Linked DNA regions of Triticum aestivum: region 1 is linked to region 2. Evidence: chromatin contacts called from public HiCAR-type data. All regions are on one chromosome and are shown on one strand. Each heading gives the region's core, a stretch centred on a gene start, on an enhancer-like site or on the middle of the called end of the contact. The rest is flanking DNA. Distances are from core to core; before and after follow the strand shown.

Region 1 (3,998 bases), core at 537-3,036, 180 kb before region 2:
GACATGGCAGGCGAGGACACCGACCCCAAGTCCAACGCTTCTGCTGCTGCTGTCCCATACGTGTTCTTATCTTTCCTGTTAAAGGTTCTGCCGCAGTTCCTTGTTCTAGTCCATGTCCTACACATGATAGGTTCTACTTCATATATGCTACTTGCTATACTGTCTGCTTTAGATATGATAGGCTACGGTTCATATATGCAGAAGCTATTTACCTTCTCTCTGTCAGAACGCGTGACTTGTTTTATCTCTACTATATTAGTCATGCTTTATCTACTATTTTTGTTAATAAAATCATTTGGTAAATTGATCATATTTCCAACACCCAGTTCCTCCCGGACAACGTTGGGTGCTCGTGCCCGCGTGAAGCCAGCGGGTGGGGATGTCAGAGTCGGAGGCAAAAGTCTCCTGTTGTGAGAGGCAGCAGGTCGTGCAGAGGGCGGTGGAGACCGACTCCTCCCGCACACGTTCGAGATCCGCACCTTTCGACCTAGATGAGTTGCTCCTGTGCGTTGTCCTGCGCCCGTCGTTGACCGCGGTGGAGACGGGCGCGAGGCACGTCCGCTGCAAGAACGCGAAGGCACTCCAGCTCATCATCGAAAAATCGGAGCGCCTCGTGATGCAGAAGGAGACTGCCAAGGTCAAGGCGACACGGCATGCGAATGAGCAGACCCGCTTTGTCTGACATCTCGCCCACATCATCTCGTCGTCGTCGAACAGCGGCATGATGAGCATGGACGACGACGCACCTCCCATCGCGGATGCTTACACGGAGGACTACTGCCGCCGCTCAGGTGACTGCAAGGAGAAGGGCCCGACAAGGAAATGATGATGTCGGTCGCCCCGGTTCGTCGATCTAGTTTATTTTGTATCTAGTTGATCTGTTTGGTGATAATGTCCGATAAACTTTGTCTATTGGGCCGGATTTTAGGGAGGATGTTTAAGGAGCACGGCTGTGGGCGGGGACATATTGGCGGTAACCGGGCACTGACCTGTCTGCACACGTACATGGGTCATATTTGGCAATCCTGATTGTAGATGCTCTAACTGATCGTCCGGCAGCTCATCTGTACGTTGAACCTCTGCACCACGATCAACCCGATGTACTGTCGCCGTCCGCCTGTGAAGATCTCGCAGGAAAATAAGACTGCCCACCACTGACCAGAAAGTGGCTGCAGAAGCCGAGCTCCATTGCTCTTGATATTTGAATTTTTTGAAAAACACACTTTCAATGCTCAAAAAAATCTGAAAACAAATATGTGAATACGTACACATATTTCTAAGGACTGGTAGAAATCTAAAGAAGAAATACTTTGTATTTTGGGAAATACAAAAAAGAGAAATTTCTGACAAAAATGGCATCTTTTTTCTCCTATATATTGTCAGAAATTTGTTTTTTTTCTAGAGTCCAAAACAAAACGAGATTTGTACCGAAACTTGCAACGGGTATTCGGAATGTGTATATGCATCCTGGGAAATAATTTCATATTTTTTGAAATTTCAAAAATACGAATTTGAAAAAGTCAAATATAGAGAGCACTGGTGCTCGGGCGCTGCAACGCTCTTCCTCACCACTGACCCCCAAACAAGCAATGCAACTATGCAAGCGAAGGGTCCCATGCAGCACTGCAGTCTCGCAATCGGGTCAAACAAACAGCTATTCAGCCTAGCTAGCAGCTAATCAGCTAGTATCACATTCATATGACGCACACACTACGGAGGGTCCACTTTTTCCCCACGGTCAAAGCTCAACCCGTCAGCATAGCCGGTGCGCACGCACACCAGAGGTCCAGAGCCCGCGAGAGATCTCCGTCATGTCCACAGTTCAGTATGCTAGTAGCTAGGACGACGATGCATCCTGTACGCGCTAACCTGCGTCGACAGCTTTGAACATGGACCACGCAAGGCTGCAAAGGTCAAGGTCGCCACTGAGACCGCGAGCGACAGGTCCCACGGGCGGAATTCTGAAAGCCACACGCGCGCGCGCACACACCTTCCCTCTAATTTTCTTAAGGTTCAGGGCACGTCATGCCGTCGTGTACGCCGTCGCCACGCATGGTCCGCGTCAGAACAGCACACAGAATGAGTATACAATGGCGATCCGGCGAGGCGGCGACCGGTGCGACGTGACCGTTTTCTTCTTCAGTAAATAAACAACGGACTGGTCAGTTCGGCGTTCATTGTTAACGCCGTTTTACACCGGATAAGATCGGAGATTCGGCGAATGATGACTGGTTTAATCGGTCAGAAAAAGAAGATTTAATCAGTCACGGTTTCCTGGTGCGTATGACGCCAGATTATCATGCATACAGTACATTTTAATTAAATCGATTAATCAAAGAGAGTAGTGCGTGCGCGCGTGAAAGTTCAGTTGCAGTTGCAGGTGCAGGTGCAGCGACCGCTCTCTAAATAACTCAGTCAGAGACGTCGCGTCCGCGGTGCGTGGAAGCTAGCGCGGGTCTCGTCAGAGAGGCCATGCGCACACGCAGGCTTCGCTTTCGTGACGAGCTCCAAAGTCGCAGGTGTTCTCCACCCGGTTCTCACTCGTGCCGATCGGAGATCGGGTTTATTTCTATTATCGTCGTGTACCGGGCCGGGGCTTATACTTTAATGATCTATACGTTCTTATTACGGAGGGAGTGATTAGCTTGACCGATGTGACGGCGACACTGGCAATGATCGAAGATAGCGTGTGCACGGACGAGAGGAAGATGGCTCTCGTCGACGGCCACGGGAGAGGACAACGGAGCGTGCGTGCCGCTGGTCGTCCCGTTGAATCTGCGGCTGGACGGAGACACAAGCAGACAAGAAGTTTTGTGCTTTATTTGCTAGGAATCTAGGATCGACTATGCTTTCGTTTGCCTCGAGGAGAACGAACCGGACTCGTCTCAACATCTTCTGGAACGCCGATCCCTAATAGCATTTTCAGCCATTGGCCATTTTCAGCCGTTGGCCCCTCAGTAGGCGCTAAAAATCGTCCTCAGAGTACGCACCGGCGCAAAACGCGCGCGGGGGACGTGATGCCATCCAGTCGCAGCTTCACGGGATTTTTTTGAACGGCGCAAACACGGCGAGTTCATGCATTTCGGCGACTTCAAACCAAATTCGACCAAACACGGCACAAACACGTCCGCTCATACATATTTAAAATATTTTACAAAAAGAAGAAAACACACTACTAGGCCAGCCCGCCGTCTCGCTCGCCTCACCACTCCTCGCCAGCCGCCGCCCTTACAGTTCAACATGCCGAGGAGGCTGTAGAACCGCATGTAGTCGTCGTCGTCGTCGTCGTCGCCGCCGCCGCCTCCGTCGTGGTCGCAGTCCCTACTGCAACCCTCCCCTGGTTGGCGCGACGGGTTGGACGGTCCGGCGGCGTCCTCATCGTCGTCGCTGTCGAGGATCACGACGCCGTGCTCGTCCTCGCGCCCACGCTTGCGGGCGGCGATCTCCTCCAGGGCCCGGGTCTGCCGGGTCATCTCAGTCCGGAGGTAGTCGTCGCGTGCCCAGCGCAGGGCGTCCGCGTCGGAGAAGCCGTGTCGGGCTATCTCCTCGTACTCCGAGGGGAGACTGGGCTCCGGTTTGGGCGCGACGAGGACGAGGCGCCCGGAAGCGGGGGTGGAGTCGGCGATGCGGATACCGGAGCTGCGGGTGCACCGGCTGACAGGTGTGTCCTGGGGCTCCGGCTTGATGGGGCAGAGGCAGGGAGAGCCGGTCGACCGACCGGACGAGGAGGAGGACGCCCCGGGGTCCATGCGCCTCGGCGTCCACGAGCTCCCACGGCGGCGAGAGAAGGACGGCGGGGAGGGGTATTCCAGCCTCGGCGTGTTGCCGCCCTCGATGTACTCAAGGACGGCCTCCAGCGTGCGGCCTGGCACGCCCCACCATCGGCGCCGCCCCTCGGAGTTGAGCCTGCCGGAGGGCACGACGCCGTTGGTGGCCTCGAGCTGCTCGGCATGACGGCGGCGGAAGTACAACTCCCAGAGCAGGCTGTCGGGGACGTA
Region 2 (4,091 bases), core at 595-3,094:
AAATTGTTTTTGAATATGTTATGTCCCCTAGTGGACCAGGGCAGCTCCTATGTTAGCAGAGGTGAAGAGAGAAGTCTTTGGGCACCAGTAGACGCTTTCACTTTCAATGATCCCTTTTTCGTCGATCCAAGCCTCTTGAGTTCCGTCCGATCATGATACCTAGCCCCAAGCTGTAGAAGGTCCCTCAGAGGGTGTGTGTCTCTCTCCATTGGAGGATTTTATATGCTGGCCGTCCTTGAAAAATGACCAAGCTAGACTACCCTTGAGGTGGTAGGTAGGAGAGACATGGTAGTTAATTTGTGATCCACCAGTCCATGGTGGGATGAAATATGAAAGAGGGCGTTGTGCATGGTCCTAGTGTCTCTTCACATAATCTTCTTTTTTCTCTTGACACTTTATCTCTATATTTTCTCTTCTTTAACTTGTAGACCATGGTAAATTGCTTGGGGTTTTGCTAACTTGACTTTGACAATTCACAAAGCATATGCCATTTAGGACAGGGCGAGATCCTCATGTAAGATTTACAATTTGCGAAACATATTTTATGAAAATACCAGCGTTTTAAATAGCGGCGGGTCTTCAAATCAGCTATAACGAGCTATTTGTGAAGGCGGCCATTTAGCGGCACGCTGTTGAAAAGCTATAGCTGGCTATTTAAAACTATGGAAAATACTCTCATGGACAATACCCATTTAAGGTATTTGATTCATATCTTGTGGGCACACATGCATGGAATATTTGCTACTCCCTCCGTTCCTAAATATTTGTCTTTTTAGAGATATCAAATGGTTATCACATATGCGCGAGGATCCTCTACCGTTCGGCAGCCTGCCGTTCTACCACTGACATGTGGGCCTGTGGGAAACCTGGCCCACATGTCAGCGGCCCAACGTCACCTAGCGCACGGGAGAGGAGCCGTGTCCATCACATACGGATGTATATAGATATATTTTAGAGTGTAAATTCACTCATTTTACTTCGTATGTAGTCATTTGTTGAAATCTCTAGAAAGACAAATATTTAAGAACGGAGGGAGTAGTTTATGCTGCAAACATGACACGAGCAAAAAGAACCTGCGTGCAGAATTTGCATACCACGTATATGCTTTAGTGGTATCGATCAGTCACCTGCATGATTTTGTATCTATTGAAGCTGTTGCTGCACCTCTTCTTCAGAGCTGTAGCCGCCACTGGCCGGCAGGCTGATGTTCAAGTCAACAGTGCAATGCCGCTCCCCGCTCGTCGGTCTTCCCCCCAGCCCCGACCCCGCCGAGGAGCGGCAAACAGAGCATGGTGCTTCGATGGTCTTCACCGGGTACCATGTGATCTGTCGACGGCGTCGAGAGTACACTGCTGAGTATGACATCGACGGTCGACGACGGGGTGCACTGCTGACCCCAAAACCAGCAATGCAATGTGTAAACGAAGGTGGCTAGCTCTTGTCCCATGCAGAACTGCGGGCTCGTTGCCAACAGTTCAATTCAAACCGCTATTCAGTATAGCTAGCAGCTAATCAGCTAACACTGCAGAACCCACGGAGGGTCCACTTTTTTTTCTACGGTCAAGGCACGGCCCGTCAGCTACCACACCAGAGGTCGAGAGCCAGCGAGAGATCCCGTGGATGTTCAGTATGCTAGTAGACGCTACGTTAGGGACGCGCTAATCTGCGTCGGGAGCTTTGAACATGGGGCACGCAAAGGTCAAGGTCACCACGGAGACCGCGAGCGACAGGTTTCACGGGCAGAATTCAGAAAGGCCACACGCGCGCGCACACACCTGCCCTCTACTTTTGTTAAGGTTTAGGGCACGTCATTTCATCGTGTATACGTCGTAGCCACGCCTGCTACGGCGCTACGCGTCAGAGCATCACACAGAATGGCCATAGAATACCGATCCCGCGAGGCGGCGACCGGTGCGACGTGACTGTTTTCTTCAGATAACCTCCGAGATTTGGCGACTGATGATTGATTTAATCGTTCAAACTAGAGGGATTTAATCAGTCGCGGTCTGCTGGTGCGTATGACGCCAGATCATCATGCATTCATGCATTTTAATCGAATCAATCTAAGAGAGCAGCCCGTGCGCGCGTGAAAGTTCAGGTGCAGCGACCGCTCTCTAAATAAATCAGTCAGAGACGTCGCGTCCGCGGTGCGTGGCAGCTAGCGTGGGTCTCGTCAGAGAGGCCATGTGCACACGCAGGCTTCGCTTTCGTGACGAGCTCCAAAGTCGCAGGTGTTCTCGTCCCGGTTCTCACTCGTACCAATGGCCGATCAGGTTTTGTTATCGTCGTGTACCGGACCGGGGCTTATAATTAGCTTGAGCGATGTGACGGCGACACTGGCGATGATCCAGGTTAGCGTGTGCACAGACGCGGCGTCGCTGGTTGTCGTCGACGGCTAAAGGAAGACGGCAACGGAGCGTGCGTGCCGTTGGCTGTCCCGTTGGAATCTACGGCTGGACGGGGACATAAGCAGACAAGGAGTTTTGTGCTTGCTTAGAGCATCTACAGCCGGTACCCGCCTTAAACGTTTGGGTGTGGATGGTCCGGTCACTGACACTTATAAAATTGTCAACGGGCTTCTCAAAAGGACCTCAAACGCCGGGCTAATCAGCACCCTTCATATTCGGTCTAAATATGAAACGGATATAGGGCACCAGGAAGCCCGGGCGCGTCCGTCACGTCGGACTAACGATAGGGCCTCACACGTAATCGCTTGGAAATTCGACGGCCCAATGAACGTCTCCTCCGATAACTGTGTGAACGCAGCCTGGCGCCGCTCTGGCTCGTCGCCCGAGGCCAAATCCGGCTATTTAAGTCGGCCGGTGTATCTCTAGCCACATTCGCCTTCTCCATCTATGTGCGGCCAGCCCGAGCGCATCCACCTACTGTCTCCCGCTCCGTCGCTTTTCCCACGCTCTCCGGCCTCGCCATGGTTCGGCAAAAGATAACCACGTACGTTATGCTCACATCGGAGCGACGGTACCAGATCGAGTAGGAGATCCGGGTGTGGCGCAGCGTGCACGCCGCCCGTATCACCGTTGAGCTACCTCCAGACTCGCCGGGGCCGGAGGAGGAGGAAGCGGGAGAGGAGGGGGGAGAGGAGCAACAACCGGCTTCCATAGTGGTGGCGGATCCGGAAAAGGACGAGGCGGAGTGGCCGGAGCAGGAGCTGGCGACGGGCTTCAACATGGAGGACGCGAAGGCGAAGTTCGCAGTCGCCCAAGCGTTCCGAGATGGTGGAGCAGCAGGCCATCCTGAAGTTCATCGAGGAAAAGGCCTATGTGGAGGCCAACCGACAGTTCATCCAGTAGGAATGGGTGGCGACAGACGCGCTCTTCAACAATCTCGACACGTAGATATAGGCGGAGGGCGACGCGGAGCAGCCAAAGGAGCCATTGGAGCCGAAGCTATGACTGTCGCCCCTTTTGCAATTCCGTGAATGCAAACAAAATGGGTGTGGTTTCTCATTCACGGAATTGCAAATGCATATAGGAATAGAAGAAAGAACGTAGGGTACGATGGCATGCCCACTCCAGTAACGCACTAATTTTGTTTGCATTAAACTGGATTGATTTCAACACAAGTAAAGCAAACAATTCTTTCCAAGATATGTGAGCCGATGGGAACGGCTCCGTGGATTTTTTTTTAAAGGAGGAAAGATTTCCAATCTCTGCATCAGAACGATGCATGTGGCCATTTTATTAGAAGTTCAGCAAATAAAGGTCCACATTGCAGTGCAGCTTGTAGAAGGAGCATAAAAAGCAAAATAAATAAAGAAAGCCACAACCGGCAATGAACAGGATCAGACGACTAAACATCTATCCTATTAGTAATCCGCCATCCCAACCGACTGTAGATAACCTATGCTACCGTCTCTCGTCAGTTGCACCCAGTAATCAAACGCTTCCTGGAGTTCGTAGGAGTGAGTAACGACCACGTACGGATCCAAGCAGACGCTCTGTATATAACTTGCAAGAAATTCAAAAGATTATGTCTGTTAAAGATCATATCGATCCTGCATACGTCCCGTAATAACTAATTCCACTCGAGTCAACTATGTCTCAAATAACATGTCGATACTAACTGGAGGG

Evidence for each region. HiCAR-type assays count read pairs that join an accessible place to other places.
Region 1: a HiCAR-type map of leaf shows a contact between it and region 2, with 3 times the contacts expected there. The contact joins two enhancer-like sites. A contact is called at or near these places in 1 of 5 Hi-C or Micro-C datasets (leaf) and 1 of 1 datasets of contacts at active chromatin or transcription factors (leaf).

The regions. Positions count from the first base shown.
Region 1 is chr1A:473,607,414-473,611,411 of IWGSC CS RefSeq v2.1, reverse strand. No RefSeq gene overlaps it. Among protein-coding and RNA genes, the nearest start is that of LOC123151280, 110 kb to the left of the region's middle. Within about 2 kb of position 1,786, at least 2 of the 8 cell types and tissues checked have an H3K27ac peak or open chromatin away from gene starts, as enhancers often do. A contact at or near this core is called in leaf, where this site is marked.
Region 2 is chr1A:473,430,749-473,434,839 of IWGSC CS RefSeq v2.1, reverse strand. No RefSeq gene overlaps it. Among protein-coding and RNA genes, the nearest start is that of LOC123151195, 62 kb to the right of the region's middle. Within about 2 kb of position 1,844, at least 2 of the 8 cell types and tissues checked have an H3K27ac peak or open chromatin away from gene starts, as enhancers often do. A contact at or near this core is called in leaf, where this site is marked.